2 separate regions of the Oryctolagus cuniculus genome follow, and region 2 is linked to region 1. A link is a contact called in public Hi-C data. All regions are on one chromosome and are shown on one strand. The core of a region is the stretch at or near the end of the contact, and the rest is flanking DNA. Distances in the headings are between cores, read along the strand shown. Region 1 has its middle 100 kb from the start of VGLL2. Region 2 has its middle 110 kb from the start of RFX6.

Region 1 (2,700 bases), core at 65-2,564:
TAACTGGTGAAATACTCACAATTTAACCACCTAACATTTTTAGTTACTATGGATCAGAATCACAGTTCTGATCACTTTAAAGCATTTAATTTATTTTGATTGATATCTTATGAAGCATACATTATCATTAACTATATCATTTGCAAAAGAAAATGCATATTCTAAGACTATAAGTAATCACTTCAAGGTAGCATAGCTACTGAGTTTTGAACTCAAATCCTTTTTTCAAACCTAGTTCTATTTGCTCTCCCACTGGCAATTCCTGAGACTGCCTGACTTCAGAGTCCCTATCCTGTTTCTGTTCTCTTTTTCCCCTTCTCAGGCTTCCATTTGCCCCCTGGGGAATCTTCTCTACCTCGTCTTTTTCTTGGTGATGCATAATTTTTGTCTTTAGATCAGATCCTCCAGAACAGCTTTTTTAATTCTGTTCTTAATTCACCATGCTGGCAGGCTGACCACATAACAGAATCTGTTCTGAGGGAGGAGAGGCTATCCTTATTGGCTTGTCCAGCCAGTCTGAGTCATGCAGAGAGTTCCCAGTGAAAGGAGGGAAGCAGTGGGATGCAGTGGGTCCATCGTCCACGCTCTGCATGGAATGCAAAGAAAGAAGTAGAGACCAAGGAAGAAAGCCAAGTCCAAAGAACAGAACAGCCAGCCTAAATACTATCCCCAAAATATTGTTCATGAAGAGAACATGTGACCTTTTAACCACAATTAGTAAGAAGCTGGTTACGCTACAGAACAGAGTATTGAGTACCAATGGTAGTTCTGGCAGCGTGAGGAATGTTTTCTCACACACAGCTGCAGCATACCAAGCTTCCAAGCTTTCCCCCAGGCTATTATATGAGACGGGCTAGTTCTCATGAATGCCCTCCATTCTGAAAAATGCCTGGTTATCCCCACATAAAATGTTTGCCTTTTAACAGGTGCCTCCTATGCCCAAAGGAGTAATTATAGTGAAAGCTTCAGGCTTCTTTACTGACCAGTAATAGGATTTTTAGGAAGACCCCCAAAGCAAGCTGAGTAGGCAGTTTCTTCTTAGAGATAAAGCCTGATTAAGAGCCTTGTGTGTTCCCTGCTTCCACATTGGATCCATCATCCATGAACTTAGGTGCCTTTCACTGACTCCATTTGTATTGCCACACTACTGTTAAAATCCAAAGTCTAATCTCCCCACACCCTGGGAGGAGGGAGTGGAGATGCCATCGCTGTGGCAATTTGGCATCTCCCATGGAAGCCATTATAACCCTGATCCGGAGCTTTGTGGCACCCATTCCCCCACTTATGTGAAGAGGCTGTCAAAAAGCTTCTCTTAGTAAAGCAGTGTCAGGTTACCAACAGCTGGTAGCTATTCTCTGCAGCCAGGCTGCAGGCTAATGGGCAGTTATGGGTTAAATGTGTAGTATTGCCTATGGGTGGCTGCACTATAAACTGGGCCTCCTGGAGACACAATGCCTTAACTAGAGCATGGCTCCCATGGTAGGAATGACAGAACCTGGCAAGATAGTAGGGAGAGAGATTTCAGGGCTGGCAGACTTTCTGGAACCCAAAATAACAACCAGTAGGAGGCTGACTACGTGGCCCCCATAGAAGGTCATGCTACCCCTGCTCTGTCAGCAGGAGCCCTCTGAATCATCTCAACACTTTCTATTTAGCCAAGCTCCTCTCCCCCTCCCATTCCACTGTCCTCAGGCTTTAGAGCTATTTTTGAAATAGAGAGGCAATCGGGAATCATTTCTTTAGATTTGCTAGAGAAATGTCAAACGGATAAGGCACAAGATGCTGGGAATCCAGCACCCTCCTCTTACCCGCAAGGCCCAAGAAACTCAATGCTGGCGAAGCATTAGGGAGCCAGCTGGAACTCACATGGCCAATACTGCTCCCATAAATCCCAGTTATCCTAGAGATACACAATCTTTTCCTTGAACCACCTCTCCTTTTCCCTCAAAATGAGAGCAGGAAGCATGACAATCATCCACACACAGGATTCCTCTCCCACCACTCACTTTCCATTCCTGCCAGAGGCTCCCCGGCGCAGCGAGCTACGCACAGATTCCCGGGATTCCCACGGCATAGCAGCCATGCTTCAAAGAGGTGCTGCAGCTTGTTATGAGAGATGCCACGCATGGTTCCTGGAGGGTATATTTTCATTTAGTCTGCATGTTTGGCACACTCCAACTATAAACAGAAGCCCAAGGTAGAAATAGATGGCATGACTGGTTTACACTGAGAGTGTTGAAAATGTATAATCAATTAACAGTGATAATAAAGTGTCTCATAGGAAGATAAAGCAGCAATTCCCCAAGCTGTAGCACATTCACATCCAGCCTTACAGCTTACATGAGTTTAGGGAGAGTGATGGGCAAACATGAGAGCTATGCAAATTATGAGAGTCCCCTTTTATGTTTACATTTGTGCATATTTCTGGCTATTTTTGCTGATAGGCAGATTAGCAGCCCTGCTGATCATTTGATCTCCTGACAGAAGTGAAAAATCATTCACTCCTCCAGAAACATGCTCTCTGTTTCCTCAGTGGATGGATTTAAAAACCTGCTCACTGTTACTTGCAGGCATCAGCCACACACATGACCATGCCTGGGAATTTCTAGGGTAAAATCACTCCAAAAAGTGGCAAAAAAAAGAAAAGAAAAGAAAAACATAAGTAGCATATGGCAAAATGAAATTTCAAATATTTTGTTC
Region 2 (2,700 bases), core at 1-2,500, 160 kb before region 1:
TACCTGCTAAGCCACAGCACTGGCCCCTTTAAAATGTTTTAAATAATCTATGTTGTCAGCAGGGTCTCAAAGTACAAAATTATGCAAAAAATCAGGATATAATAGCTAAAAATGTATTTCACAAACAAAGTCTACTATACTCATGATTCAGTAAATGAAAGAATAGTTTAGTCAATAGTCTGATTTTATACAAATATTTTCATTTATTTAAATACAAAAAAAAATACTTTAATGGTTTTGCTACCAGGCTGTATTTTATGTGAGTGGGGTCCTTAATAATATAGTTGAGTTGATAAAAATTAAGTTAAGCATTTTATTCCCCAAATCTTCTCAGGGAAGAGGGGACACGGGAGTCGACTTGGAGTGCTATTGGAGACATATCATTAGGCTTACCTACAAGGATTTATCACACTGAGGAGGTCTTCCTTCTCTATTACCTTCACTTGTGAATATATAATAGTTTAATAGGCTCTCTTCTGAGAATTGAAATGTCCCACAAGAGCAGTCTAAAAATCAAGGGCCTTATTTTACAATGGGACTTATAATGTGTTTTGTTGCTTTGGGTATTAAGTAAATCTAGTTGAACTGTTGCAGCTAAGCTTATCAAAATCAACAGTTTCTGTACATGGTCATTTGCATATAATAGAACCCACCCTCACACACACTGATATGCACTCACTACCCAGTGCCACTGGGCTTTATATGAACAAGAAATTTCACAACATCTTTAGAGAACTTGTTGGTCATATTTACCAACAAGTTGAAACTTGTTTAAAGCACAGTAGAAAGGCAGCAAAGGTCAAAGACAACTTTCCTCTTACAAAATCTCTCCTCTCAAGCAAAGTAAGTTTGTACTTGATCTCCATGGTGGAAATATTTTCTGTCTCTAAAGAAGTTAAATTGCCACTCTGTGTACATATGACATCACACTTTAGCTTGAACAAATGAAAAAAAGATAAAATACAATGTTAACAGATACCAGGGGAACTTCAACATAAGGGTCCAAGAACAATGAGCATTTTAATTCCATGTTTGGAACACTCTGCGCCACCCTGCGGTCTTTCCTATAGTCATGGGAGCTATTTGGCAGTTTGGCTTTAGCACACAAGAGTCAACTGACTCCCCAGTACCTTTGCCACAAGCCTGTGAATGTAAGATGGAAAAAAAATTTCAACATGCGCTATTTGGACATCTGCCCTCGACAAGCACATTTGTTGTTCATACATGGTCTTTTGGCTGCCTTCTCTTCCAGCCATCTGTTGAAAGAGGCATTGTGCCTGCTCTGATAGGATGGCGCCACTATTTCTAAGAGACTCACAAAACATACATCTTAAGTACCTGGGCTTTAAAAATTTTAAAACACATTTTCTGATCCAAATTTAATTGAAAATGATATATATTACATACATAATATATATTGTATAAATGTACATTTATTATTGAAGACTTTAAAGGGACACTTTAAATTCACAGCAAAATTAAGAGGAAGACTCAGAGAAATCCCACATAGCTCCTATCCCCAGTATATACATTTTAAAACTGCAGAGTTGACACATTGTTAAAGACTGAATTCTGTGTCCAGATAACCTGTGAGATCCCCCAAAGAACTACTCCAGACTTCCTTTCAATTGAATGGATAATGATTTTGAATGCTGCTTTTTCCATAATTGAATACAGGATATAAATAAAGCTGTGGGCATCACTGCTGTCTCCTTTCATGTGACTAGCTCAGAGAAAACAGCAACTATACACCTGTTATCCCCTTATCATCAGAACAACACATATCACATCAATTCACACAAATTGTTTATATGCTTGGAATATTTGATTTTTGCATAATTGATTATGGCTCAGACCATGTGAGACTAAATTGTCATTAGCAAGGCTATATTGGCACTGATGTTTCATGACTGGGATAGTAGATTAGCTCCATGAAATTCTCAAGGATGGGATTACCTTTCCAAAGAAGGTAGGGTTGACTCTTTTATAACTTTGAGCCAGTGCATTTTTATGTTTGCCATTTCCCTTTTTCAAGATTTGAATGTGCTTCTTCCCAGATTCCTAAGCATCCCAAGGTGGAATGTGAGCCCATCTCCAGGTATCTGTCAGGTTTCGTCTTTCCACTGGATAGGTCATCATGTTTTACAGCCAACTGGTGTGTGCTTCTGCATTTGGCTGATGATCATCTCACGTATTTACATCTGGATCAAAAGCAAAGTTAATTTGGGAAGCAGGCCTACCATTGCCAGCCATACACCACCTAAATGTGTTCTAGCTTTGAATCACAAAATAAATTTGGCATTGTGTATGAATGCTACCAAATATCATAATTTCTAAGTTTTTATCCTCCAAATTCCCAATGAAAGAATTAGTGGATCCTGAACTGATATTGATATTTAAAGAATTACTTAAAACAATGTATATTTTTTAAAATAGCATGCTTTATAGTATTGTGTTCATGTTCAAGATTAAATGAACATAAGTAATCTGATTTCATGTATAAAGCTAAACTTGTAGCTTGTCCCCAAATGATTGTGATAAGGGATGGCATAAACCCTTACTTGACCCAGGAAGAATTTTGTGCAAGTTATGGGTAGTTTTTAATGAAGCAATTGCATTGTGTGTGAGGAGCATTTGACATAAAATGTCAGGTTAGGCAGTGAAGTCTGGAAGAGAGGTAACTGGGAAGAAAGAGCAAAC

Evidence for each region. Hi-C and Micro-C count contacts between places; a contact is called where the count stands out from the background.
Region 2: a Hi-C map of embryonic fibroblasts shows a contact between it and region 1, with 2.2 times the contacts expected there. The contact joins two enhancer-like sites. A contact is called at or near these places in 3 of 6 Hi-C or Micro-C datasets (embryonic fibroblasts, liver and skin fibroblasts).

The regions. Positions count from the first base shown.
Region 1 is chr5:53,236,450-53,239,149 of mOryCun1.1, reverse strand. No RefSeq gene overlaps it. Among named protein-coding and RNA genes, the nearest start is that of VGLL2, 100 kb to the right of the region's middle. Within about 2 kb of position 1,314, at least 1 of the 8 cell types and tissues checked has an H3K27ac peak or open chromatin away from gene starts, as enhancers often do.
Region 2 is chr5:53,394,746-53,397,445 of mOryCun1.1, reverse strand. No RefSeq gene overlaps it. Among named protein-coding and RNA genes, the nearest start is that of RFX6, 110 kb to the left of the region's middle. Within about 2 kb of position 1,250, at least 1 of the 8 cell types and tissues checked has an H3K27ac peak or open chromatin away from gene starts, as enhancers often do.